2 separate regions of the Canis lupus genome follow, and region 2 is linked to region 1. A link is a contact called in public Hi-C data. All regions are on one chromosome and are shown on one strand. Each heading gives the region's core, a stretch centred on a gene start, on an enhancer-like site or on the middle of the called end of the contact. The rest is flanking DNA. Distances are from core to core; before and after follow the strand shown.

Region 1 (6,773 bases), core at 2,841-5,340:
CCTAGCTGCAATGAGGTGGCCTTTGTCTTTCCTGCCCAGGTTACTGTGTGCAGCTTACAGGGAGTGTGTCCCCCACCATGCAGATGGGGTCCGTGCACCCTTTTGACAGATGGACCACTCAGGGACTGAGTAGTGCCTGCCTTTGCCCTGGAAGTTATATGGCAAGTCAGGGACAGAGTTTGCAATCAGACATGTCAGTCAATTCCCATAGATTCCCTGATCAGCTCATGGATTAAAGCAATGATCTGTTTTTTGTTTTGTTTTTTTCAGAACAACAGTCCCAGTTCTGGTTCTGCCTCATGAAGATGGCACCTGGCCTCCCAGCTTAGAAGACTGGCCACTGACAAAAGTCTCTGTGACCCCCGCTGTGGCTTCCTCTGCTCTCCTCTGAGACCCAAGGCGGCTTCCATGGACAGTCGGAACGAGGAAAGTAAAGCAGACAGAAGCACACAGGGGAGATGGGACTGGAAAGAGGACCCCCTCTACCCCCGCCACGAGCCCCCCACTCCCACCTGCCTTGCCACACTGCAGGCTGATTCTGCTCTGATGGGCTTGCTGGTGTCTGCCTTTGAACTTGGTTTTAAACACAAGCATGTGAGGGCACCTGGGTGGCTTGGTGGTTGAGCATCTGCCTTTGGCTCAGGTCGTGATCCCTGAGTATTGGGATCGAGTCCCACATCAGGCTCCCTGCGGGGAGCCTGCTTCTCCATCTGCCTATGTCTCTGCCTCTGTGTGTGTGTGTGTGTCTCTCATGAATAAATAAATAAAATCTTAAAAAAAAAAAAAGGAAAGAAAGAAAAAATCTTAAACACAAGCATGTGTAAATGCTCACTGTGTTCCTGGCCTTGCCTTCAACACCAGGACTGCTGCAGAAACCCAGGGCCCTGCCCTCAGAAGGCTGCCAGTCCAGCGTGATGCCGGGCAGTGAACCAAACAGCACAGCCCCCTTCCACCCCACTCCACCCCAGAATCTCCAAAGCCCAGAGGCACAGGCCAGGCCTGACACCCCTGGTCTGCTGCTCCTCTGGGTAGATGTAAAGAGGCCGAGTGCTCCAAGACTCAAAGGGCCAATTCCTCCCTTTCAGCTTCTTCCTTTCTGATTCCGCCAGGTCAAGGTTTATGAGAAAGTGGATCTCACCATTTCTAGGACAGCAAAGTGAGGGACTTGTCACCAATCACCCTTAATGAGACCACATTCTGTTCCCGGGTCACACAGAGTAAATGCTGGAAATTGGACTCGTCACGTCTACTGCCTTCTGATAGATGGCCCTTTGGAGCTGTGGCATACATGACAGCTCTGGGTCGAGGGGGACCAGGATTGCCTGTGGCACCATGAGTGTAACACAAACCAGAGAAGACCTGGGGACACCGGGACTCACTGGGGAACTGTGCCTCCCACGACAACTTCCCTCCAAAAGGCCATTTGGCTACAACATATCATATGACTTGTTCTTAGAGTTACATTTTAACTGACAAAGTTTAACAACTATGACTTATGGCCTTCTAAAATTGGCAGCAGAAAAATGAACTGAGGAAGTAATGGAAAAAAACCACAAGTGAAGCCACTCTATATTATGCACAATTTCTGTTATGCTTTTTTTTTCCTTTCCAAGTGTGTGTGTGTGTGTGTGTGTGTGTTTTCGAAGGGTAGCAAATATTTTCCAGATACACTGTCCTGGCGTTCCCAAGCACATATTTATGCCAAGTTTATAAAAAGCAGCTGCAGACAGGGTTGACTGGAAGGATTGCTCTGCTGTCTGGCTTCCAGAAGGTGCCTCAGTTCTCCCTCTGCCACCAGGACACAGTCTTACCTCCTCAAACTCTCAAATCTGCATCATGTGTCCGAAACAGGACAAGCCCGCGGCTCCAAGTGATCTGGACAAATGCTCACCTCCAGCCCTTCTGAGCTTTCACACACTTCTGATCTGCAAGGTGCTTTAGTGACACATGCTTGATCATTTTTAGTCATTTCAAAATCCTCATACAGATACAAAAAGGAAAGTGTTCCAAAACTCATTTCACAAATATCTGGATGGCTCAGAGGGGCCTCATCAGCACCAGTTTCTGAAAGTTTAGAACATATGGTGAAGCCCTCCCTGGGTAGGCTTGTGTCAACCTGCCTTTGCATCTACTTACCCTGGGTTCAGCAAAATACCCTTCCCCTGTCCCCAGAGCATCCGATCCTGGGGCACCTGGGTGGCTCAGTGGTTGAGGATCTGCCTTTGGCTCAGGGCATGACCCCGGGGTCCTGGGATCAAGTCCCACATCAGGCTCCTCACAGGGAGCCTGCTTCTCCCTCTGCCAGTGTCTCTCATGAATAAATAAATAAAATCTTAAAAAAAGAAAAAGAAGGGGATCGATCCCTGAGTGGCTCATCGGTTTAACACCTGCCTTCAGCCCAGGGCGTGATCCTGGAGACCCGGGATCAAATCCCACGTCAGGCTCCCTGCATGGAGCCTGCTCCTCCCTCTGCCTGTGTCTCTGCCTCTCTCTCTCTGCCTCTGGGTCTCTCATGAATAAATAAATAACATCTTTAAAAAAAAGAAAAAGAAAAAGAAAAAAAGATCCTCCAATCCTTCCCTTCACCCCTCCGTGGCCTCCCCCCAGCTTCTGCCCATTGAGAAGCTCCAACCTCTGCTCTAGCACATTCTTGATTCAGCACTGCACACCCTCGGACACCCTGGGACATTCCGAGTGACTGCTCACCTGCACCCAAACCCAGACTCTCACTGGCCTGGGGTGGGGACTCCACTCACCTCCCTCCCCCACCTCAGGCTTAATGAAGACAGTAACAGCCTGCTTTGTAGCTTTCCTAAGGGTGACTAATTGGTTAATCTTGGGAAGGCCCTTTGAAGATGAAAAGGCGAGTATTACTCATGGGGTTGAAGGCACGCACCTGCCCTCCCGTGGCCTGGGTCCCCGCTCAGAGCGGGCGCTGGCTGGCTGGGGGGCAGGAGCCACATGGGGGGCACTCCCAGCACCCACCAAGGGGGAACCGGGAGGCTTCTGCGGCCTGCGCTGTGTGGGCCACTCTGAGTTTGGGGACTGTCTCATCAGCTTTTACGTGGTTTAACAAGCCTCCAGATAACTCTGCCAAGAGGGCAGCGCATGTCCGAGAATCAGTCAAGACAGTATTTCCTGGTAATTGTTTAGGGGAAGATGCTTTCCTTACAATGAATTCCTCCCTGGCCATATGGCGCTTTCTCCTTCCTGTCCTTGGGGATAGGAGCCTGGGGCGGGTTGGGCAGTGGTGGGTGCTCTGTGGTGGGGAGACCTGAGGTCTGGGGTGCCAGAGTGGGGCAGTGGTGCTGTCGCGCCTTCCCCAGCTCGTGGTCCCTCCCCCCAACAGCTCGGAGAAAGAGGAAGTGGCAGCAAGAACAGGGAACCAGAGGCCAAGACAAGGGATGAAGTCAAGGGTCGCCCAGCACCATGCCCCCGCCTACCCTTGACCCCGAGGGTCAGTGGGTCCAGGGGGACTTTGACACAGTGGCAGCTGGGAAGCCAAGAACAGAAAGCCTTTAATCCGTGCAACCTAATGCCAAGATTCCGGCTGAGAGAGCCCATTTCCTGCCCCCCACTGTCTGCACATTCCTCCCATTCCTCCCAGCACCTTCTCCCAGTGACCCCTCACCACGCAGCCTGTGCTCTCCCCCCACGGCCAACTGCTTCTTCCTTCTAGAAAACAAGTCCCGTGGCCAGCAGGATTCCACACACTTCTGCTTTCTCTCTCTTAGATCCCCAGGTTCTTAGAAGTTTTCATGGCCCTTTCTCCTCCGGCAGATGGCCTGGAACCCCGGAGGTCCCCCTGGGACATGCAGAATGGTAAAGATTTAGAGAGCAGGATGGAAAGATGGGAGCGCAGCAGTGAGAGAGAGGCCAGAGGGGCCACTACATCTTCACATCCAGCCAGGAATGGGTTGCAGAGGGTGGGGGACACGCCAGGAGGAACAGGCTAGGAAATTTTTCTGCCTCTGTTTGGGAGAAGGTGGGTGGAAATGAGTTTGGAGAGGATTAGAATGGGGTGGGGGGGTACTGTTTTGAGGCAGGCAGCCTCCGTTCCACAATTCTAACAGTGCCATCAAGTGGCCCTGCATGTAGACGCAGGCCGGAGCCTCCAGACAGCCCTTGTGACCCGGTGCACGGAGGAGCCGCGGGCCTTTGCTCCCTGCCAGCAGCCAGCCAAGCGCCCTTCCCTGGAATGGCCGGCCAGGAGATGTGGAGGGTATCCCCCCAAGGCTACATGTAACAACCCCAGTGGAAATGGGTCATCCAGTTTAGCACGTTCCTGAAAAGTGCTTCATCAAGACTCATGCCCACACGTGGAGGCATCACTGGGAGGCGTTGAAACCAAAGTCACTATCCTATGGGAGCCACCAAAGCACATTTTCAACCTAAGACATGGTCAGGGACCAGAGCAAGCCTGTCTGTGCCAGCAGACCCTTGTGTGTGTCCAAAGGAGAGATGAGGACTGAATCGAGGTGCTGGGCAAGGCTTGGTCCAGTGAGCGCACAAGAGGAGGCCCTGCCAGCACCCCTCAAGTCACCCTTCCAGCGGGGACACAAGTCTTCTTCTGGCGTTCCATTCTCTTACTTGTATTTATTTATTTTTTTAACTCTGCAAGTTAAAATCAACTCACCGTAGAAATACAAAAGTGGTTTTCTTTCTAAAAAGAGGATTTTTCTTTTAAATATTTTATTTATTTATTCATAGAGACACAGAGAGAGGCAGAGACAGGCAGAGGGAGAAGCAGGCTCCCTGTGGGGACCCCATGCAGAACTCAATTACGACCTGAGGCAAAGGTAGATGCTCAACCACTGAGCCACCCAGGCGTTCCCCCAGGCACCCCTAAAAAGAGGAATTTAAAAAGAAACAAAAGGCTTTTCCTGGCAGTGGTGTGTTTGTGTAGCTGGGCATGAGGAGACAGAGCGAGGAGATGAGCAGACATTCCAGTAGGAGCCAAGGCCCTGGGGCCAGTCCCAGCCTTGACACTCAGTTGCTGTGTACCTCTGGGAGGTGACCCCACTCCCTAGCCTCATTTTTCTATAAAAATGAGGGGGGAGAAATAGATCCATGGTTTTCAAAACTACACTCCCATGTCCCAGGGAAGGGGTGCCAGTTTGGGAGGACTTTGGTCCCCATACCCTTTACAAGAACAACCCTGTCTTTATCCATCCTATGTGTTTGGCTCTTAGGTAAGATCTTATTTTAACAAAGGGTCCCGCAGTATGGTAACCACTTTTGAGTTATCCACCCAGACCATGACGCTCAGAACTATCCGTCGTGCCAGCAGAGTTGAGGCCTTAATACCGTGTTTATACTTCATGACCCCAGACCCAGACTACAGGTGACTACATGAACAGGAACAGCTACCCCAGGTGAGCCAATCTGACTCCTCCTCCCCAGAATTGGAAACTGGATCAGATTGGGTCAAGATCGGTCTTTGTTATAGCTGAGGCAGCCACCTTGGATCAGAGGACTGAAGGGCTCAGGGCGCCAGCCCCTCTTTCTGCTCCCCACTACACCCTCACTGTGTTTCCCTACAATATATTGCCCCTGTGAAACTTCTAAAGCTCTGGACAAGACCATCTAAAAACTTCTTCCCAGGGGCACCAGTGGCTCAGTCTGTTGACTGTCCAATTCTTGGTTTCATCTCGGGGCGTGATCTCAGGGGTCATCGGATGGAGGCCCACAACTAGCTCTGCCCTCAGCAGAGAGTCTGCTTGAGATTCTCTCCCCCTCTCCCTCAGCCCCTCCCCCTGCTCACTTGCACACGCGCGCTTTCTCTGTCTCAACAAAATAAATCTTTAAAAACAAAAACAAAAAAAGCTGCTTCTCAGCTCTAAGAAACAAGGTCACCAACCCAGGGCAATACACCTCATCCCCCCAGAGCCACACTCTGTTTTTGAAAATAAAGGGAAGTTTCTAAAGAGACCAAGTTTTTATGAATTAAAATGTTTAACAGAGTAGGCATATAATGACTCAGTAAATATTGACATTATCATTCTATTACTGATATATTCAAAGATTATTTATAAATCAGTCATATTATCCTGTTATTATAAATTTTAATCTCAAAAACATTTGTTATTTGTATCTACTTGGACCTCACCTATCAATAATACTTTTTTTAAAATTTATTTGTCCCAGGGTAGCCCTGGTGGTGCAGCGGTTTAGCGCTGCCTGCAGCCTAGGGCATGATCCTGGAGACCCTGGATCGAGTCCCACGTCAGGCTCTCTGCATGGAGCCTGCTTCTCCCTCTGCCTGTGTCTCTGCCTCTCTCTGTGTGTGTGTCTCTATGAATAAATAAATAATCTTTAAAAAAAATAAATTTATTTGTCCTGAAATCTTCCATCCAAGGATTTAAGTATCTATAAATATGCTAGTTCATTCATTCTTCCATTTTCTTAGATGCTCCAAGTTTACCAAAGAAATAGATCTTTTCACTAAGATCTTACAGGATGGAATTTGAAGAAATCCCAATTTTAAATGCATATTTCCTAAATTACATCTTCTCATGTTAAAGAAGACTTGTGCCTTCTTTACTCTACAATAAATGAGAGAATCACATATTCTCCATTTAAGAAAAGGCTCTTAAGGTACTTGAGTATTTGTCAAAATCTGCATCATGACTCAAGAGTGGGCCCTGAAATCAATTTAGTGGATCAGAATCAGCATTTTAGAATTTAAAAAAAAAAAAATTAGAGGGTGTCACATGCAGTAAGGCTGCATGTTGTTATGTAAAACCTGATTTCAGATATACAGGTATGCATGA
Region 2 (6,773 bases), core at 1,442-3,941, 310 kb before region 1:
AGCAACCTGTACACTTATACCATTTTATGTGCAATGGCAGGGGAGGGACTGGTTTGGGTTTTTTTGTTTTTAAAGATAATTAGAAAAGTCTCTAATGTTCAGCCAGAATGTATCCTAGTGGTCCGTGTAGGTTTTTAGCCAAGTGATACTGTATGTAATCAGGAAAAGGTAGACGTGTATATCACCTACATCTCCCCGCAACTGCGTGAGATAACATAAAACTGCAGGAAGTACCGAGCAAAATGAATAAAAGCAGTCTATTCAACCCTGAGCATGCCCTCTCTCCCCTGCCTGCTCTAAAAACACCATTCCGAAGATTAGGATGGGTGACGCTGGGCCAGGCTCCTATTTCCCCAAGTCACAAATCACCTTAACTTCTATGTTGTAGCTGTTGGAGTTTAGGTGAGGTCCACGAAATGCTTCCAGCAGAAGTCATAGGCTGGCTTTGGCTGCAGGGATTTTGAACCTTATGCACATTTATTGAACATTGCCTATGTGCAAAGTCACCTGGAGGGAAATGTGACCTTAGGGACAGTACAATCGAGTAGGGGTCAGGAAAAGTGATGGAGACAGCATCTTTGATTCTCTGGGAAAATTCTGATCTGTGAGTATGACCTGTGATTAGGATGGTGCCTTGCCTCCCGGTGAGGAGTTCTGCCCGGACTCACCAGGTGCAGTTGAGCAGGAACGTGGTCCTTGCCAAGGGCCCCCAGAGACATTTACTGCATGCTCCCCTGCACAACAGTCCATGGCAACCCTGCTCTGCTTGACAGCAAGGACAGACTCTGCCGTCCTGAGGCTCAGCTTCTCCAAGGCTGTAGAGGGGGTGAGGAAAGAATCTCCATGGCACATCCAAACCCAGAGATACTGGGCCCGACTCCCAGGGAAGAAGCTATAGATATATTTTAGGCTATACTAGGGGCTACTGATGGAAATCAGTGGGTTGGCTAAGTGAACTCTGGGAACCGGATCCAACCTAAAGGTAGGGAAGTCCATCCTGCATTGTGGCCACCTGTGCACCAGACAGTGTGGGCTTTCGAGCCAAGGACTCACTGATCAGAGAGACACTTAGGGGTATGTGTTCCCTCCAGGGCAGCCTTCTTTGCTGTGCCTTGCAGAGAACAGCAAGGGCAGGGGAAGCCCCAGGCTGGCCTCTCCTGGACATACGCAGTCCCTGGAGTAGATGGTCAGGAAAGCCCAGCATCTTTATCACGAGAGAGGCAATGGACTAGCACGGGATCCGTCAGCCTCTGGGAGGAAGGATCCACCAGCAGCAGCATTCCTTACCACGTGTGCACTTTACAATTTCCAAAACGCTGTCAGAGCTAGGAGCTCAGTGGAAGGCAGGGCACATTCTCCATGCACACTGCCCCTGGTTTCAAAACCAAGCCACCAGAAACCCAAAGAGAAAACAAAAGGAGCCACCAGGAAAAATCAAGGTATCCAGCGGTTTCACGAGACCCAGCTCTACTGATCAAGCTGAAGACAAAAAGACCCTGCCAGGCAAATCCTCTGATGCCCTCACTGATCTGTCTTTCACTATCAGAAAGGAATGCAGTGAGGCCAGCAGGGGCAGGGAAAAAAGGAAAGGAACAAGAGTGACTCGGGAAAAACTAGTACCGTGTTTCCAGCGCTGAGTCATGTTTTACAGTGACCCAGGCCTGCGGCCTTAACTTGTGACAAATAATGAAAATCCACACACAGTTCTTTCTGGCATCATCACTTGTGAGTAAATGCAAGAACAGGCCTGTTTGTATATAGTCACATCGTCATGATTCATTAGAACTCCCCAAAAATATTTAGTTACCCAGCTGGTCCCTAGAGGCAACAATCACAAAGTTTGAAGAATAGTATTGTCAACGGTAATTTCAAATTTTATCTTATTTTATTTATTTATTTTTTAAGGATTTTATTTATTTATTTGTGAGAGACACACAGAGAGAGACAGAGACACAGGCAGAGGGAGAAGCAGGCTCTCCACGCGGAGCCTAACAATGGACTGTATCCAGGACCCTGGGATCATGACCTGAGCCAAAGGCAGCCGCTGGAATACCGAGCCACCCAGGTGCCCCTAATTTCAAATTTTAAATAGAAAAACATTCTTGACATGACTCTTAAGATGGCAGTGGGTATTGGGACAGGGGAGACTCTGAGCCACCAGCCCTCCAGCCCTGTGCTGCTGGTGAGCAGGGAAGACAGGGGCCTTGTTGGGAGCAGTTCTGTCACAGTGCTGTCCTCTCCACCCTGGCTCGTCCCTACCTGCTGGGTTCCTGCATCTTTCTGGAAGTTCCTAATCTTCTAGGCAGCTTCTTCCATCTCCAGGTCCCCTTGTGGAAATCTGATATTTTCAAATGTGCCCTCAGGTATTTCATTGGATATGGAGGATGCAATCCTATCCCTATCCCACCTCCAAGCCACCAAGGATAACCTCCCTGGGAACCCAACCCACAGTTCTCAAATGGGGAGGCATCCTCCACTTGACAGGCCTCCACCTGGCCCTTCTCTTGACTTGGAGAGAGAGAGCAGAGATCACAAAGTGCCCACTCCCAGGGAGTTCCCAGACTAGCGGGTGGAGACCAGGAATAGATAAACAGCCACACATAAACTGAGAAATAGCACACAGTGATAACCACTCTTCAGAGGACTAAAGCAGGATGAAAAAACACCTGGGCAGGCAGCAAAGGCCTCTGGAGAGATGACCTTTAGTTCTGGATGGAGGAGGGAGCCAGCTCTGCAAGATCTGGGGAGCAGCATTCCTAGAGAAGGGAGCTGTTGGGTCAAGGCCTCAGGGCAGGAATGAGTCTACTGTCTGTAAAACAGAGCAAAGGTGACTTGGGAGGAAGGTAGGGAGCCTGCAGGACTTCCAATATACATTCTGGAGAGGATTAAAACCAATCGTTGGATTAGAGGGCCTCAAGGGCTGTAATGGGTTTGGTCTATAAGGTTTTGCCATCACTTTGGTGGTTGTGTGAAGAAGATGTGGGGGTGGGGGAGGCCAAGAGGAGGCAGAAGCCTGGTTCAGAGGTATGTTCTAGGTCCCAGCAAGAGAGAGAGCTCTGACAGTGGCCTCTACTGGGCTGTTACTGCCACAGGGGCTCTAGCACAACCCGTGGCAATGTTCCAATCTGTTCTGGGTATGGCATGCTGGGATTCTGGTCAACTGATCCAGGTGGTGCCCTCCCCCATGTGCCATCCTCCCGAGCTCTCCCACCGCAGAGCTTGATTAAATCCAACTAAAGAAGACCCCTATGTCATTTCTGGCTTTAAATGGCCTCACAGAAAAGATACACCTTGCCAGAAGCTTCTCTCGCTTGACCCAGCATAGCATGCACCACATGGTTATTTCTTGGCTTCCCAATCCTACCTGCCATTGGCCTGTCCAGCTCCCCATACAGAGCCTGGCTGCGTTCTGGCATCTAACCTTTGGCTCCATCTTCTGGCTTCTCATCCTGGCTTTCTCCCTCAGCCCAGTAGCTCCAGGGACAGAACATGCAGCAAGGATCCTCTTGTTTGACTTGGCCCAGCAGCGCCAACACGGGTCACCGTCCCTGAGGATGGATCTCACCCAGTCCTGGCCTCACTGCTGGGCAGCCCTGAAGGGGCTGAGGGCCAGTGGACTAGGCTCAGAGGTAAGACAGGAAAAAGGGAAAAGATTCGCCAGCCAGAGAGGGGGCAATAGAAGCATGAAACCCTTTCATACAGATTTCCAGAGGGGGAGATTCTAGAATGATTGTAAGAATAGTAATAAATATTGCCAATCACTGAGTGCCCACCCTGTGCTTGCTCCCAGAAGACATTTTGGATCCAATTTCTTATTTCACCTCAATTGTAAGGCATGGGGGTAGTCACAAATAAGGAAACAGGTTTGGACTGCCTTAGAAGCACACCAAGGCAGCACATCCAGCAGTGCGGAGGGACATCCCAACCCAGGTCCCTGTCTGCAAAGCCTGGGTCCTGGAGCACTGCTCCAGCGGATGGTGACCCCTGTGGCCTGGACACGTGGGTGGGCAACTGAGGGTCTTTGCTCCCTTCTCAGAAATTGAGCCAAGAGAAGGGTCCTGCGTGTTCATCTGTCCCGGTTTCTGTGTGCATGCTAATGGGCCCCCGAGTCCTTCTCGGGCGCATCTGTCCTCTCTCTGTTTTCCTCTGATTCTCAATAACTCAGACAAGACCTGAACTGCACACCTCTGGTTTCCCGTTCCACAGCACTGGGCTCTGGGCTCTGGGCTCTGTACCGAGGGAACACTCGATGAGTGTTATTGACTGGCTGACTCAGGCCCTGTCTGCCCACAAGAGCCATTTTGAGCAGCTTTGACTGAAATACGGATGGAGTCGGTTAAAGTCAAATAAGCAGTCTGGTCGATTCTCTCCTTCCTTCCCACCCCCATCCCCAACGCTGCCTGGAGACGGTAGGTTTTCTCCTTCTTGAAGGAGGACAAGAGGCAGCAGAGCACCCCCGCTCCCCTGAGAAAGGCAGCCAGCACTCTCTCCACCACTGGAGCTTGTCAGGCAGATCCCAATTCTCCAAAGGAGTGGGCTCTAGGCCTGTGATGGCCTTCTTCCCCTCTCCTGCCATCTTCACCTGGCAAACACTATGAGCACCTGCTCCTTGCCAGGCAGCAAGGAACAAACACAACCTGGCTCTCTGTGTCCCTTCTCTGTCATTCTGGGAATAGACAGGGAAGGAAGGTGATTCTTAAAATCAAAAGAAGAAGAAGAAGAAGAAGCCTGTGATCACCCAAGAACTTACTTATTTGATCCCTACACAGATACTTGAATAAAGCATAGACTTCATTAATAAAATAAGCTGGATACAAAACAAGTCAGGGGATATTCATTGGGTGGGATCTTCTAAACCCTGAAACCCTGATTTTTAGGACTTAATATTAAAAGGAAAAAGAAAAGAAAAAACACACATGTGTTTTGCTTGTGCACACTTGAAATGTCCCCGATGGGAACTAATGATATTGGTTGGCTCTCAGAAGGGGAATGGCTGTGTGGGGCAGAGGAGTGGGAGGGAGACTGTTCATAATAAATTCTTTGAAATATTTTAAATCGTGATCATATGAATAGACAGCTTATTTAAGAAATAAAGAGAGACACTATTTTAGAAAGCAAGAGCAGGCAAAGCAAAGCGACACAGAGATGAAATCATCCAAGCCCTAGGCTACCCCAGCAAATGAGTCTCCTAAAAAACATGCCATCACAATAATAACCTCGTCATATTCAGATTTTGGTGGCATTTACGCATAACTTTTTCTGTAGGGACCAACTCTTTCAGAGCTGCTGAATGCCTTTCTCATGCTCTGTAAGGCACAGACCAGAGGCATGGGTAGTTAATCTTAGGGGAAGGAAAATGGTAGAAAGGAGGTGAGTTGGATTGACCCCAAACCATTGTTTGTAACTTCACAGAACTCAGCAAAAACAGAGCAGGAGGTGGGAGCGAAGGGATAGAAACATTGCTTCTCCACTGGGCCCTCCCTGAGTCAACCTTGAATGAGCCCCATCCTTGACCCAGCCTATTTCATCACCCATTGCTTTGGGCCTGGGTTGGGAAGGGAGGAAGAGCATTTAGAAACAAGGAAGGAAAGAAAGAGAACCAGACTAGAGAGAAGACAAGGAAGCAGCGGGGTAAAGGGAAGGCTGTGGGCACTCAGACTCAGCGGTTGGGGCTGGAAGTGTTACATCTCACCTCACCTGTCCCCCTTCTGCCTGCCTGACCCCAAAGGAAGTCAAGGGAGCTTGTAAAATCCCGCAGGCAAATTCCCTAGTTCCTAGTTCCATAGCCTTTAAAGAAGAGCTTTTCTTGCAGCAAAGGTCAGATGCTGTGGTGGGTTCCCAGCCTTCCCCAGAGGAGGATCTACCTGCCCCTCTGAGGCAGCTCCTTCCACCCCTGGGTGAGGGAGTGCAACCAACGGAGAGAGGAAAGGAACTTTGCAGGAGGGGGGGACACCCTCCCAAAAGAAAGGCTCTTGTCCCCTTCTTCCAGAACCATCAGCTTCAGGGTGGCGTCACTCATGAGCTGCTTTCCACTTACAGATAAAAAGAGAGGGGAGAGAGGAGAGGAGAGGAGAGGGAGGGAGAGAAGCAGGCACAGATGTGAATTACCGGGTAATGCTGAGTGGCTCCCCTACTGAGCTTGTTGCCATGGCAACACACTCTGGTTATGGACCACTTTGGGAGGGGGTGCAAAGAATCACAGGGAAATTTCACGAAAACAGCAGTGTGAGTTTGGGCCTAGGCTTTCTGTATTTCTGGAAACGTTTTTTTGGTGTGTGTGCGGATGCATTTTTTTACCCCTCCCCCTGGTCCTCCCCCTGCATATTCAGCTGTCATGAAGCATGCCCAGAGCTCTCAGATCTTCCCCATCTTCTTTTCCATACTTACACCCTTCCATCATTCAGAGTGCCTCTTCAAGCCTGTCTTCCCTAAATAAACCAGGAGGCTGTTGGATGTTTCCTCCAAACATGCTTTATTATACTTGCATTTTCAATATTGCTGTATTCAACCTTGCATCTATACTATGGATTTACTAAATTTCCTGGGTCTATCACATTTGTACCTGGTATGAGTTCTCGGAGCACATCTTTGTTCTGTGACTTTGTCCTACAGTGACTACTCCAGAGTGTGACAAGTCATGAGAAGGCAGAGCTCTGTTTCTGCAATGCCAAGAGCCCAATCAGGTGACTAGTCGGTGGGGGGGCAGGGGGCTTGGCAAGTGGCAACGAGAGGAGGGCAACATCACTGCAGTCACAGATTTCAGACATGAAGAG

What was found. Hi-C and Micro-C count contacts between places; a contact is called where the count stands out from the background.
Region 2: a contact with region 1 is called in a Hi-C map of amygdala, with 5 times the contacts expected there. The contact joins two enhancer-like sites. A contact is called at or near these places in 2 of 9 Hi-C or Micro-C datasets (amygdala and liver).

The regions. Positions count from the first base shown.
Region 1 is chr4:5,203,863-5,210,635 of UU_Cfam_GSD_1.0, reverse strand. LOC106558654 (a long non-coding RNA gene) reads left to right here. Exons shown (of 3, transcript XR_005357524.1): 3 at 271-721. Among named protein-coding and RNA genes, the nearest start is that of TOMM20, 49 kb to the right of the region's middle. Within about 2 kb of position 4,090, at least 12 of the 20 cell types and tissues checked have an H3K27ac peak or open chromatin away from gene starts, as enhancers often do.
Region 2 is chr4:5,515,304-5,522,076 of UU_Cfam_GSD_1.0, reverse strand. It overlaps LOC119871435 (a long non-coding RNA gene), which reads left to right. Exons shown (of 3, transcript XR_005357765.1): 2 at 3,467-3,629. Among named protein-coding and RNA genes, the nearest start is that of IRF2BP2, 98 kb to the left of the region's middle. Within about 2 kb of position 2,691, at least 7 of the 20 cell types and tissues checked have an H3K27ac peak or open chromatin away from gene starts, as enhancers often do.